Regions from separate parts of the Mus musculus genome. Here region 2 is linked to region 1. The links are chromatin contacts, called in public promoter capture Hi-C maps. All regions are on one chromosome and are shown on one strand. Each heading gives the region's core, a stretch centred on a gene start, on an enhancer-like site or on the middle of the called end of the contact. The rest is flanking DNA. Distances are from core to core; before and after follow the strand shown.

The links. Capture Hi-C pulls out chosen DNA fragments and counts their contacts.
Region 2: a promoter capture Hi-C map of liver shows a contact between it and region 1. The contact joins two enhancer-like sites. A contact is called at or near these places in 2 of 39 promoter capture datasets (cranial neural crest and embryonic stem cells), 3 of 484 Hi-C or Micro-C datasets (double positive thymocytes, embryonic fibroblasts and retina), 1 of 115 datasets of contacts at active chromatin or transcription factors (embryonic stem cells) and 3 of 9 other capture datasets (adipose tissue, liver and pancreatic islet).

Annotation. Positions count from the first base shown.
Region 1 is chr14:63,089,893-63,095,137 of GRCm38.p6, forward strand. Gm36025 (a long non-coding RNA gene) reads right to left here. Exons shown (of 3, transcript XR_874691.2): 2 at 3,489-4,067; 3 at 2,167-2,433. Among named protein-coding and RNA genes, the nearest start is that of Gm23629, 7.0 kb to the right of the region's middle. Within about 2 kb of position 3,594, at least 19 of the 459 cell types and tissues checked have an H3K27ac peak or open chromatin away from gene starts, as enhancers often do. A contact at or near this core is called in liver, where this site is marked.
Region 2 is chr14:63,208,382-63,213,416 of GRCm38.p6, forward strand. All of the region lies in intron 2 of Gata4 (GATA binding protein 4), which reads right to left. Among named protein-coding and RNA genes, the nearest start is that of Neil2, 17 kb to the left of the region's middle. Within about 2 kb of position 2,095, at least 8 of the 459 cell types and tissues checked have an H3K27ac peak or open chromatin away from gene starts, as enhancers often do. A contact at or near this core is called in liver, where this site is marked.

The DNA.
Region 1 (5,245 bases), core at 2,344-4,843:
GAAAAAGCTCTACTCCTAGGCATTCTAATATGCCCAGGACCACAGGATCCTAGGATCCCAGGACCCAAATAGTTTGGTCACACCAGGACCTCAGGGTCCCAGAGGCAGCTTGACTCCCAGGAGCTCTGACACACCCAGAATCTCAGGATCACAGGATCCAAGAATCACAGGATCACAGAGACAGATGAACTCTGAGGGGTTCTGACACAACCAGGATCACAGGAAGGACAGGCTCCAGTCAGATATAGCGAGGGCAGGTAGCACTAGAGATAATCAGATAGCAGGAGGCAAGCATAAGAACATAAGCAACAGAAACCAGGGTTACTTGACATCATCAGAACCCAATTCTCCCACCATAGCAAGTCCTGGCCACACCATCACACTGGAAAAGCAAGATTTGGATCTAAAATCACTTCTCATGATGATGATAGAAGATATTAAGAAGGACATAAATAACTCCCTTAAAGAAATATAGGAGAATACAGGTAAACAGCTAGAAGTCCTTAAAGAGGAAACACAAAAATCCCTTAAAGAATTAGAGGAAAACACAGTCAAACATGCGAAGGAAATGAACAAAACCATCCAAGATCTAAAAATGGAAATAGAAACAATAAAGAAATCACAAAGGGAGACAACCCTAGAGTTAGAAAATCTAGGAAAGAGATCAGGAGTCATAGATGCAAGCATCACCAACAGAATGCAAGAGATAGAAGAGAGAATCTCAGGTGCAGAAGATACCATAAAAAACATTGAAACAACAGTCAAAGAAAATGCAAAAAGCAAAAAGCTCCTAACCCAAAACATCCAGGGAATCCAGGATGCAATGATAAGATGAAACCTAAAGATAATAGGTATAGAAGTGAGCAAAGATTCCCAACTTAAAGGACCAGTAAATATCTTCAACAAAATTATAGAAGAAAGCTTCCCTAACCTAAAGAAAGAGATGCCCACAAACATAAAAGAAACCTACAGAACTCCAAATAGACTGGACCAGAAAAGAAATTTCTCCTGTCACATAATAATCAAAACACCAAATTTACTAAACAAAGAAAGAATATTAAAAGCAGTAAGGGAAAAGGGTCAAGTAACATATAAAAGTAGACCTATCAGAATTTGACCAGACTTCTTACCAGAGACTATGAAAGCTAGAAGATCCTGGGCAGATGTCATATAGACCGTAAGAGAACACAAATGCTAGCCCAGGCTACTATACCCAGCAAAACTCTCAATTACCATAGATGGAGAAAACAAGATATTCCATGACAAAACCAAATGTACACTATATCTTTCCACAAATCCAGAATTACGAAGGATAATAGAGGGAAAATACCAACACAAGGAGGGAAACTATACTCTAGAAAAAGCAAGAAAGCAATCTTTGAACAAAAAGTAAGATAGCCACACAAGCATAATTCCACCTCTAACAACAAAAATAATAGGAAGTAACAATTATTTTCCTTAATATCTCTTAACATCAATGAACTCAATTTCCCCCAAAAGACATAGACTAACAGACTGGATACATAAACAGGGCCCAGCATTTTGCAGCATACAGGATACATACCTCAGTGACAAAGACAGACACTACCTCAGAGTAAAAGGTTGGAAAACACTGGGCGTGGTGGCACACACCTTTTATCCCAGCACTCGGGAGGCAGAGGCCACACACACATGGAAGCTGAACAACGGTCTCCTCAATGATAACTGGATCAAGAAAGAAAGAAATTTTAGAATTTAATGAAAATGAAGACACATCATACCAAAACTTATGGGACACGATGAAAGCATTTCTAAGAGGAAAACTCATAGCTCTGAGTGCCTCCAAAAAGAAACTGAAGAGAGCTTACACTAGCAGCTTGATAGCACACCTGAAAGCTCTAGAACAAAAAGAAGCAAATACAGCCAAGAGGAGTAGACTGCAGGAAATAATCAAAGTCAGGGCTGAAATCAACCAAGTGGAAACAAAAAGAACTATACACAGAATCAATAAAGCCAGGAGCTGGTTCTTTGAGAAAATCAACAAGATAGATAAACCCTTAGCCAGACTAACCAGAGGGCACAGAGACACTATCCAAATTAATAAAATCAGAAATGAAAAGGGAAACATAACAATGAAATATATCTTAAAATAATTATTCTGTTTTTTGAATATTAACAGTTGAAAATATTAAAATCATGTTCTTCAAAAAAAAAAATGAGGTAGAGATCTAAATTGGTAATTCTCAAAAGTTGAAACAAGAGCCGCTGCGCTTGCTGTCAGCTGCGGCGGGTCCGGCTGGGATCTCTGCAGGAAACTTCACTCACGCCAGTACCTCTTTCCACCCTCTGCGTGTCTTCTGCAAACGCATCTGCGGCTATAAATCCCATCCTTGTCATCCATCTGGACGTGACCTGATCCTTTGGTGCTGACTTGGAAGGAGCAGAGTTTGGTTGCTGGGACAGATAAGGGACAAGATTACAATTACCTCAAATAAACGAGCAGGTCTTAAAACGAGACACGGGGACAGTAGGGGTGGGAAGATTTGGGTTTGCAGATAAGCACAGAGTATAGCGTATACACTGACAAAAGCGGGTTTTGCAGATGTAAAAGGGACGTGGAAGGGTGTGGCCGCCGAGACGGCTGTGGCGACTGTCTAGCTGAGTGGGAGGGTTCTACTTGTGGTGTTTATAGCTTGTCAATAAAGCTTGTAACTCGGAAAAAAAAAGTTGAAACAAAAATGGCTGGGAAATACTAAAGAAATGTTCAGTATCTTTAGTCGTCTGGGACACTGGGAGGAGCACCTAAAACTAAGGGCCATTTGTGGGCTTTTATGGAAAACTGATATAGTAGAAGCTTCTAAAATACATACATATGAAAGAAATATTAATGCAATTATTAAATAGTGGGGAGAGGGACAGAGCCACATCTAGACATCTGTGATGGGTTTTATAGGCTTGGTCCAGGGAGTAGCAATATTAGAAGGTATGGCCCTGTTAGAGTAAGTGTGTCACTGTGGGCGTGGACTTTAATAGACTCATCCTAGCTGCCTGGAAGGCAGTGTTCTGCTAGCAGCCTTCGGATGAAGACATAGAACTCTCAGCTCCTCCTGCGCCATGCCTGCCTGGATGCTGCCATATCCCCCCCTCGATGGTAATGGACTGAACCTCTGAACCTGTAAGCTAGCCCCAATTAAATGTTGTCAAAAAAAAAAAAAAAAAAAAAAAAAAAAGACGGGTCTGCAGGCAAACCTGTAGAACATTTGCCCATTGTGGGCAGTATGGTCCTGGCGTCTATAAGAAATGTCCCAGCAGATAAAGGAGTTTGCCATGCAAATCTGGCAACTTGAGTTCAATCCCTAAATGCCAGTAAAGTCAAGAGTAAAGAGAATCAAGTCCACAAGGTTGTCCTCTGATCTTCACATGTATGTAGTACCATGTAAGTGCATATCCTGTTCTACAGGAGACCTGTCTCCTAAAGCAGACACTGGGGGTGTTGGTAGCAGGCTTACCTAGTCTGCATGAGACCCTGGATTCGATCCCTTGCACTGCATAACCAGGTGTGGCTTCACATGTCTGTAATGGCAGCACTTGGAAGGTAGAGCCACCAGGATCAAAGTTCAAGGTCCTCCTCTGCTCTAAATCAAGACCAGCCGGAGCTAGAGGAGACACTGTCAAAGGAGAAGGAAAGAAGAACAGAAAGACAAAAGGAAGGGACACAAAAGGAAGAAAGTGGCACCTTGAGCTAAATAAGCCAGAAAGCGTCTACAGTTTGGGGCTTATCTTCTGTACTAACAACCTAAACAGAGTCATCCATGATGAAGTTCCACAACTCCAAACTAAGAAACAACACCAGCTCCAAACTAGGAGAAAAACGAAGGGCGGTTCTCTCTACCAGTTCAGTGTAGTCACTTCCCACTGCCTTAATCATTAAACCAGGAAGGTAGTCACCTGGAGTCACGCTTGCCAACCAAACAGCTCACGCATTGTTCAATCTCTGGACCCAGTTGTGCGAGGAAAGCCACATTGTGTTTTGTCCCTGGCTTCTTCAAGTCCTTTTTTTTTGAAACTGACCTCCTCTGCCTGGCTTCCTGTAACAAACAGTCAGTGACATGTTGCTCAGTGCTAGGATGAAATGATAAAGCTAACTGAGATCTTTATTGTATATGTGTATGTATGTATTATTAGGCAGGGGTGGCTGGGTGCCAGGGGAATCAAAACTCAGGTTATCAAGCTTGATGGCAAATACGTCTACCTACTGAGCCATCCTGCCAGCTCCCATTTAAAGCCTTTAAAGATTTTTTTTTTTTAAATTCCCGTAAAGTGACTGTCTAAATGAAAATACCCTGGGACCCAGACAATCCTGAATCAACCATTGGGGGATGTCCCCAGGGAAGGTATTTTCTTGCTAAGGCCAAAGAGGTCCAGATGTACTCAAGTCATGAATAGCCTCATCTTCCCATGCCTTTAACCCCAGCACCAGGGAGGTTTATACAGTGAGTTTCAGGAGAGCTAGGACGACATAGAAAGACCCTGTCTCAAACAAAACAAAACAAAACAAAACAAAACAAAACAAACAACAACAAAAGCACCCATCCAGGCCAAAGACCAAAGATGTACAGCTAAGGTGTTCTAGCTGTGCTATCCCAGGAACACCCAGACCTCAGCTCTTTCTCAGCCTCACTTGTGGTCCATGGCCTGGCTGGATGCTGTTTCATTGCTTTCCAAGGGCTTTCTGAGACCCTTCCAATAGCTGGCTCACAACAGCACTAAGCAGCTATTGGCTAAGTGACTGCGAGAAAGGCAAATGAGTGAATTATGGCGTTCAAACCCACTTCTCATGTGGAGACTTGGTGCACCCACTCTAGATAGTTTTCAAAAATCCAAAAACTGGGTCCCAATAACATGAGTGCTATAACATTCTCCAGAATCAATCAGACTCAACCCACATGGGAGAGTTCAGAAGGATTAGGTTTAAAATTTTACGTAGAGGCTAGAGAGATAGTTCAGTGGGTAAAGGCACTTGCTGCCAAGCCTAAAGAAGGGTCTGAGCTTAATTCCTGGGACCCACATAGTGGAAGGAGAAAACCAATTTCCAAAAATTGTTCTCTAAGCTACACATGTGTAACATGGCATGTGCATACACACTCACACATACATACTACATGCTACATATACCATACACACATACATGCATACACACACATGCATACACACACACAAACATACACACATAATTCAATATTTTTATATCACATGACATGAACAG
Region 2 (5,035 bases), core at 845-3,344, 120 kb after region 1:
CTGACTCTGACTTGCAAAATGAGAAACAGAACATGCAAGGTGCCCTGCAGCATGGTGGCAACAGAGGCGGCCAGAAAGCAGCTTTGCTGGGACTAATTGTGGGGGCTTCTCTTTTCAGGAAAGCGCTGCTCTATGACATCATAACTTCTTTTTAAAATTCTCATTTTGAAAGAGAAGAAATATGATTCCCAAGCAAGCACCACCTGGGTTGGGGGAGCTTTTTATGCTCTTATGTAGGACACAGAAATAAATCCCCCTTCCCTCTGAGCTGAGGAACTGGAAGAATGCAGCCCATCTCTGCTACTTAGTACTTACTCTGGGGGAGAATGGGTGCCCCAGCTACGATCCACAAGTCAGTACTTCTTACTCTTTACCCCATAAAGTGCAGGGTGTACCTTCCCAGAGGGCAAGTTGAGGGCTCAGCCGTGGCTCCAGCCTGTGACAGCCTGCCTAACACTCCCACCCCTCCCCAGTACAGGTTTGGTCCTCCCACTGGGGGGCGGGGCAGTGGGAATTGACCCTAGAGAGTGGGTCAGCATCTCCCTCTGAGATGAGATAGACTCTGAGAGGATAGTCTTGTAATAATAGCTGCAAAGCATTTTGCAAACAAGAGAGAAAATGTCCAACAATGGCTGTGGAGTGCTCTGTAAACACCCAGTGGGATACCGATGATGGATTATCCTGAGGTTGGGGCAGAGGGGCAGGGGGCAGGGAAGGCAAGGGACAGAGGAACTAGGGAGAAGTTGAGGACACACACGAAAGAGAAGACTTAGAAATCTGATGCTTTCTCTAGGCATAGATGAGGCCAGACTTAGAGTCATAGATATCCTAACTCCTTTGAAGCTGCAGGCTATGAACATTGGAAGCAAAAGTTAACAGTATATATGTAGGAATTCTCAAAGTTGCTGTTTGTAGGAAATGGGAAATTCTTTCCTAATCTCAGAGACAGGCACCTAACTCCTCCTTAACACCCTATGCCCTACTTTAAACATGTTTCTTTCAAATGGGAATACATTGCCACAGGATGGATATTCCTAGAAACTATGGCAAGTTACAGCCACCCACATGCCTGGAAGGAAAATGGGGCCCTGACTTCTTGAAGCTAATACAATTAAAGGTAGGGACTCAACCTACCCCTACCTGTCTATTCATCCTGTGGAACTCACCCATAAGGCTCGGCAAATCACAGGAAGCAAATGTGGACCGGAAGAAGGACAGGAGGAGGAGAAAAGGAGAGAGGAAGAGAAGAAAACCAGGTCATGCCAGCAGCACCCTTCTGGGCACCGTGAAGAGTAGGGTTTGTCTCTTGACCTTTGAGAAACAATCCCAAGTAGCTGATGCCGCATTGCCAATTTGCACTTTGAGGGTCACACAGGCCCTAACCTGCTGTGGGTGAGTCCTTCCATCTTTCATCTGTTGGTGGAGAACAGAGTCAGAGACAAAGCCCATGCTGGAGGGACATTAGCTCCATGCTCGGGTGTCTACTTGATGTGATCTCTTCTGGACGTCTGCAGCTCAAACCTTCACCTTCTGTCTGCTATATACTGACTGCCCCCCACCCCCACCCCCCGGGCAAGTGCTGAACACACAGGCTTGGGAGAAAAATTGGAGCAAAATCTCTTTCCAAAGGTGCATTGACCCAGCTGAGAACACACAGCTCAAAGCAAATAATTCTATTAAATATGGCAGACTGCCATGAATCTGGCCTTCAGTACCCTCTCTCCACTTCTGTTGTCCTACATCACTGTGCCATGTATTCAAAGAGGGGTGACACACCATGCAGTGATCATGTCCATGCCCAAGGTAGCTAGCTATCAGGAAAAGAGCCAGAAGGAGAAGAGAATCCAAAAAGGAGAATCTTTGTGTGGGAGGGGAACAGGGTAGACACAGCCTGAACTGAATGCAAGGGACTTTTCCCTGGGCTTGGGGGGGCTTCAGGAGTGGGAATTCCACAGCCCCACCCAAACATCCCATGCTGAACTCCAGTCTCACACACAGTCAAAGTTTAGTACATTGGATTTCCTGACAGGCCACACTCAGTCTATCCCTGTGGCTGGCGCCTGGATCTGGGGAATAGGAAACAAACAAACCCCAGGGTTTTTCTGGCAACAGCTGAGCAAGCTTTAGCCCTCTGGGCTTTCTCAGGCGGCAGCAGAAGCCTGTGACAGGAGGCTGGCTGGCCAGGAGGGCCACTGCTCCTATGGTGCTCAAATGGGATTAAAGCACCTATTTTAGAAACTCAGAGAGTGTGGATCATAAGTAGTTACACAGCTAGGCCTTGGGCATATACCCTGTGAAGGCCTCCTTAACCTCTACTTCTGTGCAGGGACGCTTTAATGCCAGTGTCCATGTGGGACAAGCCTCAGGCCTATAGGGACTCTAAAACGTGACTCAGGTTCTGAAACAGCATATATGGGCAAGGATGTTCTAGATGGAAAGGAGGGAAGAAGGGAGGGAGAGATAAAACATCATCCCAGTGAAGAGGACATGTGGTGGTTTGTATACGCTTGGCCCAGTGAGGGGCGCCATTAGGAGGTGTGGCCTTGTTGGAGGAAGTGTGCCGCTGTGGGGGTGGGCTTAGGGAGCTTCTTCCTAGCTGCCTAAGGATGCCAGTCTCCTCCTTGTGGCCTTCAGATCAAGATGTAGAACCCTTTGCTTCTCCTCTAGCACTGTGTGGGCCTGGACACTACCATGCTTCCTGCCATGATGTTAACAGACTGATCCTCTGAATGTGTAAGTCAGCCCCTATGAAATGTTGTCCTTTATAAGAGTTGCCTTGATCATGGTGTCTCATCATAGCAATGGAAATCCTAATTAAGACAGGAAGGAAAGAAAAGAGGGAAGGGGAGAGGGGGAATTAGACAGGAAAGTTGAAGAACAGATGACTAAAGAGAGTATCTTCGGCTTTTTGTCAAGAGCTAATACTCAGAGGCCTCACATACTATAAGTAGGCATGGTCCTGCCACTCTATTTCCTCTGAGAACCAGAAGTTCTTCCCTCAGAAAGTCCCACAGTCTCAACTACCTACTACTCCTGCTCCTACCTGGCCTGTCACTGTTGAGTCAGTGTTAGAGGTCAGCCCAGGGTAAGGAGCAACTGAGGGATGGTTTGTAGAAATGGCTTGAAAAACAGGCATCATTTGCTAACTACTGATCTTGTGACTTTTGGCCCTGACCCAACCCTTTCTGGCTGTTATGTGAAGCTTATTCTCAACAGAATGTGTTAGCAACAGAGCCAAGAAGAGTCCAGGACCCAAACATGCTGTCTTCCCAGCATGTCTGGTCTCCAAAGCTTTAGGGGCAACTACGTGTCATTGCCCTGAAGTGTAGCCACTAGAAGAATGCTTCCCAGCCTCTATCACTGTTGTGAGCAGACCTTCCAGAATATGATGAGAACAGGCTTCCATGCAGAGTGCAGGATCCACCATAAAGCCCCGGAAGAATACTTGTGCCTCAGCAACGATTCTGTCCTAGACAACTGTGCTCTGCAGCTTGGGCCTTTGCAAGTACCATGGTAACAAACCCCACAACTTCCTTTGTCCCAGCCAGACCCTCCCAGATAAGGTGTTCAATGGATGCTCAGAATATGGTTCAGTAAATCCCGCCATCACCGTGTCTCCTGTGGTGACACGCCAGAGCTCTCCAGGCTTTAGGTTAGCAGCCATTAGCTTGGCTGCACCCATAGAGTCCTGATGAATGAACAAGCAAAAGCCTTGCTGGATTCTGCCCCATGGTGCCCTCTCTTCCCTCCACCTGGCTGTCTGACAGCTCTGCAGCTCCTCCCTCCTTCCCACATGTGGGCTCACGGGTGGTGGGGCGCCTGGAGACTACTACAGCAAAGGTGGACCTAAAAGCAAGCAGTGAAGGACGAGCATCTTCATGAACCTTCAGAGGAAATCAAGGTCTAGAGAAGAAGACACATGACCTGAGAGTGCCACTCCCAGGAAGGCCAGTGACCTAACCCTGCCCTCCCCCACACCACACTGCTGCCCTCTGGGTCATTCCATCTGTAGCGCTCTGCACACAACATGAACTCAATCTACACTGACCCATGGGGCTCCACAAAGATCTGAACCTTCTCCAAGTGTCTCCTGGGGCACCCAGGAGGGTGATACAGATTTGACTGGACTCTGTCCCTAGTCACAGTGATACTGGTCTAAGAGAGTTATCTCCGCAGCACGAGAGGTTAGCAAGAACACACCTGTACACATGTGTACAAAACTGTGCATGCACATGTAACTAACATGGATGTGTACCTGTGGGAAAGAGCACCACGTCGCATAACCACGACTCCAATAATTCCCTGGAAAATTCTCCAAAGGAAAAATATTTATTTTAAATATCTTCATGGCAAAATACTGAAAATGACCTAACTGCTCAGTGATCAGGAGGAAGAAAAAGAAATTTCAGTCAAGAAATAAAAATTGGAGTAGTGTTAAGAAAAATAAGTTATATTAGAAATATTAAGATTTCCTTCCTCAAACATGATTTAAAGTAATTAAATGGGCAAGCAACTCAATAAGTCTTCTTAGCATGCGAAGGATGGGAGATGTCTACTCCACCCTGCCCCCATTTAATAATTCCTTGGATAGTCACGTCTCAAAATAGATGGAAGGAGCCAGTCGTGATGGTGCACACCTGTAATCCCAGCACTCGGGAGGTGGAGACAGCTTCCAGAAGCTATATCTCAATTGAAACATCCTACCATACAAGAGACTCTGTCTCAAAGGACAAGTAAATGGGGGCCAGTGATGTGGCTCAGCTAGTAAAGTCACTTTCTGACCTGATCCTTGGAGCCCACATGGTAGGAGCGAACCAGTTCCTGAAAGCTGTCCTCTGACTACCTCAGGAGTGCCATGGTGCACCCATGAAAGGACAAGAGAACAAAACAAAACAAAAAACAAATAAAAGGGTGACTAAACATCTCCCACAAAGTCCCTTCTCCTCAGGGCCAGGATTCTCCTGTCAAGAGCAGTAGCCTCACCTGGCTCAAGTATCTACCATTGCATCGTGTTTTCTGCAGAGGGAGAAGGAAA